Regions from separate parts of the Mus musculus genome. Here region 1 is linked to region 2. Evidence: chromatin contacts called from public promoter capture Hi-C data. All regions are on one chromosome and are shown on one strand. The core of a region is the stretch at or near the end of the contact, and the rest is flanking DNA. Distances in the headings are between cores, read along the strand shown. Region 1 holds the start of Bcat2 (branched chain aminotransferase 2, mitochondrial). Region 2 holds the start of Dhdh (dihydrodiol dehydrogenase (dimeric)).

Evidence for each region. Capture Hi-C pulls out chosen DNA fragments and counts their contacts.
Region 1: a promoter capture Hi-C map of liver shows a contact between it and region 2. The contact joins the promoter of Bcat2 here to the promoter of Dhdh in region 2. A contact is called at or near these places in 31 of 39 promoter capture datasets (the 3T3-L1 cell line, 3T3-L1-derived adipocytes, the C10 cell line and 19 more), 11 of 15 datasets of contacts at CTCF or cohesin (CD8 T cells, the NIH/3T3 cell line, embryonic stem cells and 5 more), 186 of 484 Hi-C or Micro-C datasets (the 3T3-L1 cell line, 3T3-L1-derived adipocytes, the 63-12 cell line and 103 more), 44 of 115 datasets of contacts at active chromatin or transcription factors (the 230-238 cell line, CD4 single positive thymocytes, CD8 T cells and 30 more) and 5 of 9 other capture datasets (adipose tissue, embryonic trunk, liver and 2 more).

Annotation. Positions count from the first base shown.
Region 1 is chr7:45,567,920-45,572,044 of GRCm38.p6, reverse strand. Bcat2 (branched chain aminotransferase 2, mitochondrial) reads right to left here and starts at 1,892. Exons shown (of 11, transcript NM_009737.3): 1 at 1,646-1,892. The coding sequence starts at 1,669. It overlaps 0610005C13Rik (RIKEN cDNA 0610005C13 gene), which reads left to right. Exons shown (of 5, transcript NR_038166.1): 4 at 853-1,059; 5 at 3,666-4,125.
Region 2 is chr7:45,485,877-45,490,193 of GRCm38.p6, reverse strand. It overlaps Dhdh (dihydrodiol dehydrogenase (dimeric)), which reads left to right and starts at 1,389. Exons shown (of 7, transcript NM_027903.4): 1 at 1,389-1,520; 2 at 2,023-2,134; 3 at 3,290-3,453. The coding sequence starts at 1,431. It also overlaps a transcript of Tulp2 not described here.

The DNA.
Region 1 (4,125 bases), core at 643-3,142, 81 kb before region 2:
TGCCCATGCTCCTTTCACATCCCAGCAGCCCAGAACTGAAACACAGTATCCATCAAAGATCAGGTGTTCTTGCCAAAGCTCCACTCTCACGCCAAAAGTAAGCAAAATAATTATCATAGTAAGGTGTTGTCCTGTCTCAGATAACTGTCCCTACACCATGCTATCTCCTCACATAGCCCCAGGCTGTCCTCATCATAGGACAGACTCTCCATCAGATTTGTAGAAGTCCAAGGCTCAGATACAACCAGTCACCTCAGGACAGTCCCTTATAGAGCAACATAGTGTCCTAACACAGCTCAGGGCTGTTTCCTGACCCCATCCCAAACATGTTCCCCTCTACAGCCAGGGTTGTCCTTGGCCAGTTGAAGGGCTGTTTCTTTCAGACTCAGAGTATCCCAATGCCAGTCTAGGCTAGTCCCTGTAAGACAGTCCTTGCAAACCCCAGCCAGCAGGTTCCTCTATACTCCAAAATTTCACTTTGTGGACACTCACCACTAGATACTCATAGCTCTGAGCAGGCTCATGTTCAAAGTGTCTCCATTACAGGGTAAAACTGTCTTCAGAACCCAGTTCTGTCCCATTAGAATTAGAGATTGGTCCAGTATGGCAATGCTGTATCCATCCAAGGCCACCACACAGTCAGAGCCTAGATTCTTGTCCCCGTCATATCCCAAGACCATCTGCATAGAACATTTCTGTCTGTCACTAAGAACTGGGGGACTTAAAGGTTTGTTCAGGAATTCGCCAGCCTGGAGCGAGAACTTCTGATAAGCAGGTGGGAGCTAACAGCAAACGCTTTCCCCCAAGGTTATGGCCAGCTGTTTCCACACTTATTTATCACGTTCTCTTAAGATCACAGACTCTCAAGCTCAGCAGTGGTGGCCCAGGACTTTAATTCTAGGACTCAGAAGGCAGAGGCGGGCAGAGTTCGAGGCCAACCTGGTGGTCTACAGAGCAACGGGACAGCTGGGAGTATGCAGTGAAACCCTACCTCGAAAAGACAAACAAACAAACGAAATATCATAGATTCTCCATCTATGACACCGCTTGACACCATCGGTAAGCACTGACTGAAGTCTTCTGGTCTGGAGGATCTTTTATCATTTTGACAGACAGAAACTTGACTGGGATTACAAAACCAGGTACAGAGAGCCTCAGACACTGCACACATCGACATGTGCTTTTTGTTCCAAGAAATAAGATCTTGGGTTCAATTCCCACCCAAGACCCTGCGCCAAGCCATACACTAAGTCCCAAGAGGTCCTGGGCCCCTTGTCTAAAGGAACCCAAGAGCAACTGGTCCTTAACACACACAGGCTGCATGCCCCAGCCACAACTTCCCCGCATCCACCCCACCCTGTACTTCTCCCATTATAGTCCTCCTCCATGGCTCCCCACGTCCGAGCTCCCGGTTCAGGCACCTCTCGCGCCCCACTCCTGTCTACCCATTCTGCCGCCCGCCCGTTATAGCCCCGTCTTTCTTCCCAAGGGGGGGTCCATCCGCCTCCGTGCTGGGCAGCGGAACCCGAGGCACAGAGGAATGACGCCAAGCCGGAAAGGCTGCGCGCCAGTGGTCCACCCGGAAGTGCGCCCCCCCCGCATCAGGTCCCCCAGAGCCCCCAGCGCCGGCCGGCCACGCACCCACCTGTCCTAGTGTGGCTGCAGCCATGATCCGGTGTGTGCGGCTGGTGACTGTGCCCGCCTGGGGCGCGGCCTGGTGAAAGGCATTCGGGCCCCGCCCTGCTCACGCCCCCTCCCGCAGATGGCTGCTGTGTCGAGCCTCACTTCTGCCAGGCCGTCCTTAGTTCTGGGACCACAGGGACCCAGGCTCTGCTGTGAAGATCCTGCGCGGGAACGGTCCCGACCTGCCGCACTCTCTCCCTCCTCGCCTCCACCCTACCCTGCTCTACCACAGCCACACTCACTCCCAGCTAGGCATTTACTTTGGCTTTTGTTTGGCATCTGAGTATGGAATCCGTGGGCTCGTGAATGTTTGGGAAGCGCTCTAACCCCTGGGAACAGATCCAGACCTCTAAATTTTGTATATGTCGCCGAGCATGGTGGCACACGTCTTAAGCTCAGCGTTTGGGAGACAGGTGGAAGGATCTCTGTGAGTCCAAAACCATTCTGAGCCACCTAATTAGTTCCAAGCCAGCCAGGGCTATCTGGTAAGACCCTGCCTTAAAACACTGCCTCCCAGCACTCGAGGCAGAGGCAGGAGGATTTCTGAGTTCGAGGCCAGCCTGGTCTACAAAGTGAGTTCCAGGACAGCCAGGGCTACACAGAGAAACCCTGTCTCGAAAAACAAACAAACAAAAAAAAGAGGTTGGAAAGAGGGCGCAACAGTTAAAAGTACTGGGCTGCTCTTAGAGAGGACCGGGCTTGGTTCCTAGCACCCACATAGCTCATAAGTGCCTGTAACTCCAGTTCCAAGGGATTCTGTGCCCTCTTCCGAGTTCCACAGGCACCGGCATGCACATGATACACTAACATATGTGCAGGCAATACACATACACAAAAAGTTTAAAACATTTTTTCTTTCTTCTATCTATCTATCTATCTATCTATCTATCTAGAGACAGTGTTTCTCTGTGTAGCCCAGGTTGTCCTAGAACTAGCTCGGTAAGTAAACCAGGTTGTCCTCAGACTTACAGAGATCCTCCTGCCTCTGCCTCCAAAGCTGAAATTAAAGGTGTGCCACCACTGCTTGCTATAAAACGCTTTTCTAAAAATAAAGCAAGAACAACAATGCACATTCACAGGAACTATCATCAGTGGCAAAGCGGGCCAGACGGCTTTGATAAAAAGGAACAGCGCAGCCGGGTGTGGTGGCGCATGCCTTTAATCCTAGCACTTGGGAGGCAGAGGCAGGTGAATTTTGAGTTCGAGGCCAACTCTGTCTACAGAGTGAGTTCCAGGCCAGCCAGGGCTACACAGAGAAACCCTGTCTCAAAAAACCAAAAAAAAAAAAAAAAAAGAAACAGTTCACTGTAAATGCCAGTGGATCAGAGAAAGTGTACTTTAAGCCAGGCCTAGCTGAGGCAGGAGGTTTGTTGCAAATAAAAAAGCACCCTAAGTGAGAAAGCTAAACTCTTGTCTCAAATGAGACAAAAAGAAATAGGACTTTGGAGAAAGATGATGGCTAGAAGCTAAGACGCCTCACTCTGCACAAGGAGATAACATGTTCATTGTAATTCTGAGATAAGTGCTTGAGTACACACACAGAGGGGGGTGTGTATGTGTTCTCAGGTCCATGGTTCATTGTGCCTCCTTCAAGTTTCCTAAGAAGCTCAAAAAAATTTCATACTTCAAATCATTACAGGACCTCACATCAGCCTACAGCTTCAAACCACACCCCTTCATCCTTAGCTCTCCACCTTTAAGGCTTCAGAGGTAGTTAGACAATCGGTGCCAGAACACACACACACACACACACACACACAAGAAGCTTCTGCTGAGTCTCTATAATTCTGCAGAATGTTCTCAGGCTCTACAGCCACAACTGCTCCCAAATCCCAACACCGGATCACTGTTCTTTAAACTGCCCAGGGCACAGTAACCAAACCACACCACACACGCTCCCCCGCAGACATTGCTCACCCCGCCCCCACCTCCCACTCTCCATTTCTAAACCTGACCTCCTCCCTTACTGATTCAAACTGCAGGGCGGAACGCACAACAGTAAACGCCCCCGCCGCGACCAATCAGCGATTGCCGCACACCTCTGCCTTGGCCAATCCACAGCGATTTTGCAGTTCCACCCCTTACCTAGGGTGTGCGGAAGCTGGGGCGCCCCGTGCCCAACCTGGGGAGTGTCCAGAGCCTGTTCCTCCCCCAGCACACCCCCGCGGTGTCCTTCAGCTCCAAACTAAGGAAAACAAATGCCAGCCTCCTCCCTCTGACCCACATGTCTCAACTCTATGCCGCCTTACAGCGGCAGCCACTGTCACTATTGCACTGGCAAAGAGAGCAAAACTCTTCTCCCCTAAGGGCCAAGAATAAAGCAGGCTCTTTTGCGCCTCCTTCATTATCTTCCAGTTGACCCTTTAATTCTTCCCAGTGAGCATTTTAATTAGCACAGAGGTGAAGCGGAAGTGTGCTCCCTGGAGACAGGAGTTGGTGCCT
Region 2 (4,317 bases), core at 140-2,639:
AGGACATGGAAGACAACTCTGTCCCTAACTCCAGGGGTCACAGGACACAGGACCAGCTCTGAGGCCTGTGATCCAGGCCTGTCCGTACGAGCTGCTTGGGAAGCTGAGGCAGGAGGATTGCTATCTTAAGCACGTGTACCTGTGGCGCCTGTGACAGGGAACGGTCTTTCCTGGCAAAGGCTTACGTGAAGATGGGAGGAGAAGGTGACCTCAGCCCTGGCTTCCCTCGCTCCAGTGCTGAAAGTCCCTGTTGCCTCGCCGCCACTTAGTTCAATCAGTTAAGCACAATAACTGATTAGCCTCCTATGCCTTACTAAATAGGAGACTTGTGAACACCTGGGCACAGTCAGTCAGTGTTCAGTGGATCAGACGAGAGAGAATGAAACTGGGCTGTAAGTGAAGAGGAGCTATTATCAGTAAGGTGCACATTCTTTCCCCTCTCGACGGCAAGTGAGATAAATCAAGTTCCATCATTAAAGAGACTTGTAAAGACATAATCTGGGGGGTGGAGAGAGGGCTCAGGTTAAGAGCATCTACTGTTCTTCCCAGCATCTATATAATGAACGGCTCACAGCCACCTGCAACTCTGGTTCCAAGGAATCCTCCTCCTCCATATTTTCTTTTTCTTCCTTCCTTCCTTCCTAATTTATTTTATGCGTTGAAGAGTTTTGTCTGTATGCATGCATGCCCACCATGTGCATGCCTGGTGCCCTCAGAGGACAGAAGGCGGCACTGGATATCCTGGAAGATGGTTTCGAGCTGCCAAGTGGACAGAACTTGGGTCCTCTCCAGAAGTAAAACGTTTGCTTTGTCAGAAATACTTTGGATCCTGTGGTCATTTTCTTGAGACCACAGACTATTTTATTTTATTTTATTTTATTGGCTTTTTTTTCGAGATAGGGTTTCTCTGTGTAGCCCTGGCAGTCCTGGAACTCACTCTGTAGACCAGGCTGGCCTCGAACTCAGAAATTCGCCGGCTTCTGCCTCCAGAGTGCTGGGATCAAAGGCGTGCGCCACCACGCCCGGGCCCCACAGACTAATTGATAACAATAGCAAATCCCCATCTCAAAATAAAAAGTAAAAAGGCAACTTGAAAGACAGGCACGGTGGTGTATGCCTGTATTGCTGCACTCAAGGAGCTGAGGCAGGAGGATTGCCTTGAGTTTATGGTCAGCAAGCAGCCTTGGCTATATATATATATTGTGAATTGCAGGCCAGCTTGGGCAAGAGTTAGGCACTGAGAAGAAGGAGAAGGAGAAGGAGGGAGGGAGAAGGGCGGGCGCAGGGAGGAGGGGAAGGAGGAGACGGGTGGAGAGATTGCGGTTTCACGTCCTGAGGTCGTGTCCTGAGGGTCAAAGGGAAGCGGGCGGCTTGCAGCGCGGGGTGGCGTTGGCCCCGCCTCCGGCCCCCGCAGGCAGAAGACGTGCAAAATGGCGCTGCGCTGGGGCATCGTGTCGGCTGGCTTAATTGCCAACGACTTTACCACCGTGCTGAGCTCACTGCCTTCCTCGGAGCACCAGGTGCACGTCCCTTGGAAGACACTGGGTCCGAGGGAGGAGTGGAGCCGAGGGTCTAAGAAAGAGTCCCTAGTCCGAGGAACGAGGGAGCCCCGAGTGTGAGGGAGGAGAGTCCCTAGGTCTAAGGCAGTGACTCTGAGAAGAGAAGGGGACCCTTCTGGTCCCCAAGGCCATAAGAGATTTGTTTTCAGCTCACACCTCCTATGCGCCCCAGTCTGAGGGGCTCGCGGTTTGCAGGGGGTAGGTATCAGCTGCTGGGAGGCGAAGCCATGGGGCAGTCGGGGAGGATCCTGGGCTTGCTTACAGACTCCCCTTTCCTCTCTATTCAGTCTTGCCATGTACCAAGCACAGCCTAAGTCTGCCCCCCCCCCCAATCTGCTTCCCCTCCCCACCAGTAATACCTTCCCTAGCCATCTTGGAGGAGGCTAGATGCTCCCCACTGCAGCCTCCTCCATAGCTCGTCTACTTTGTCTTCCACATCTCAACCCTTTGAATCCCACGCTAGGTGGTAGCGGTAGCTGCGAGGGACCTGAACCGGGCCGAGGAGTTCGCACAGAAATTCAACATCCCCAAGGCCTATGGCTCTTATGAGGAACTGGCCAAGGACCCAAACGTGGGTGAGTGGCCTGGACCAGGGAGGTGGGGGCAGAGCTAGGCACTGCTTCTTGCCTACAGATGCACTGGGCTGCAGGGGTGGTCTTTGGAAAGGCTCAGGCTCGGCCTGGTTAGGAGACAGTTAATAGGCTTACACGTGACCCGAGACTGGCTGAACAATATTAATCTGTGCTTAGCCAAGGCTAAGTTTTAAGTTTCTCCCAAGGCTAGAAAATCTGGTAAGAATTTATTTACTTGTTTATTTTGCGATACTGGATATGGAACCCAAGGCCTCTCACACATTAGGCAAAAGCTCCGCCGAGCTGAATCCCACACTTTTATTTTATTTTGAGAGACGGTCTCACTCACTGTATAGCCCTGGCTGGCCTGAAACTTTATTATGTAGACCAGGCTGGCTTCAGATTCTCAGAGATCCACCTGCCTTGGCTTCCAGTTTGTAAGCACTGGGATTAAAGGTGTAGGCAAGCATGCTTGGCCACTTGGGCTTTTGAGATAGACCTCACACATAGCCTCCAATTGGCTGTCCTCCTGCCTCAGCCTCCCAAAAGTGTAACTGTCTTTTGCTACTTTGTGGGTTCTTCCACCCTTTCAACCCCCTAACACTACATAAGAAGAAAAGAGAGGGAAGAAAGGAGACCCCTGAGTAAAGCCAGGGGTCAGAAAGGGAGTTTGGGGGGATGTTAATCGGAGACTGCTGATTATGGGCAAGTTTGATCTTCCCTGTCAGAATATCTAATTTCTCCTTGTTTCTTCTTTGTACATAACTCCTTCACAAGCCCTGACCAACAATCCACCTCTGGGACTCTAGCATTTATAGACCTCTGAAAAGTCGCCAGAATTCCAAAAGTCACACAATCGCAGAAACTCTCTGCAGCTGGCCAAACCACACCTCTGCTAGGGCACAAGGCAAATCATAGTCAGCTGCTGTGGACAGTCCATATCCCACAGCTGGGACTGAAACGAAAACATATTCTTATGTTTCTGTTTTTTTTTTAAAGAAACCAAAATTTCCAAATTGTCACTACACAAAAGCTTGGTAGTCTCCCCTCAATGAGAACCCTAGAACTGTATTCACAGCCTTGCCTCTGAACGTTGGCGGCCAGGCCCTCTTGCTGGCCGTGCTGCTGACCATCCCTCTCTCCTCCCTCCTCCCCTAGAGGTGGCCTACATCGCCACCCAGCACCCCCAGCACAAGCCAGCCGTACTCCTCTGCCTGGCAGCAGGCAAGGCTGTCCTTTGTGAGAAACCCATGGGCGTGAATGCAGCAGAAGTTCGGGAGATGGTTGCCAAAGCCCGTTCTCAAGGCGTCTTCCTTATGGAGGTAAGCCTGGAGAGGCCGCTCTCACATCCATACGGTGCTAAACATGGTTGCCCAGGTTTGCCCACAGTCAACCCCCCCCACCACACACACACACAAAAGGATCAGAATCTGTGTTGGCCAGGGTGAATCCAGCATCTAGTCACAAACTCAAGTTCATTTCTCCCCACTTGAAGGAAAAGTACTTATTTAGAAAGCAAGAAAACCAAAGAAGACAGAGGCCATTTTGCTTAGGGATTGCTAGTGCAAGACTTACTTACCTAGGGAGTGGTGGGGAGGCGTGTGAGGCCGAGCAGCAGCTCAGGAGAGTCCCGTGGCATCCAGGAGCTCAGCTTTCCAGATGCACTCATAGTTACTGCAGGTTACCGCTTGCTCTGTGGACCTAAGGAGCCCACAGATAAGAACAGAGGCTCAGCCTCTGCAGCGTCTACTCCCAGGAAGAGCTAGACACAGGCACACAAAAAGCTTCCTTCTCCCGGAGAACAGGAGATATCAGGAGATAATGAAAGGCTACTTTCTCAGAACTCCACCCCCAATACAGGGAGGTAACATCCGAAGAAGGGAGTCTTTAACTCATTCCAGGGCTCCAGTCATCTACAGAAAAGCTAACGGGGGACTCAAATTTTACCACCAAACTGTACGACCCTCAAAATAGTGACTAAAAGGGCTAGAGAGATGGCTCAGTGATTAAGAGCACTGACTGCTCTTCCAGAGGTCCTGAGTTCAAATCCCAGCAACCACATGGTGGCTCACAAGCATCTGTAAAGGAATCCAGTGCTCTCTTCTGGTGTGCATGAAGACAGCTACAGTGTACTCATAAACATTATATATATATATATATATACACACACACACACATATATATAC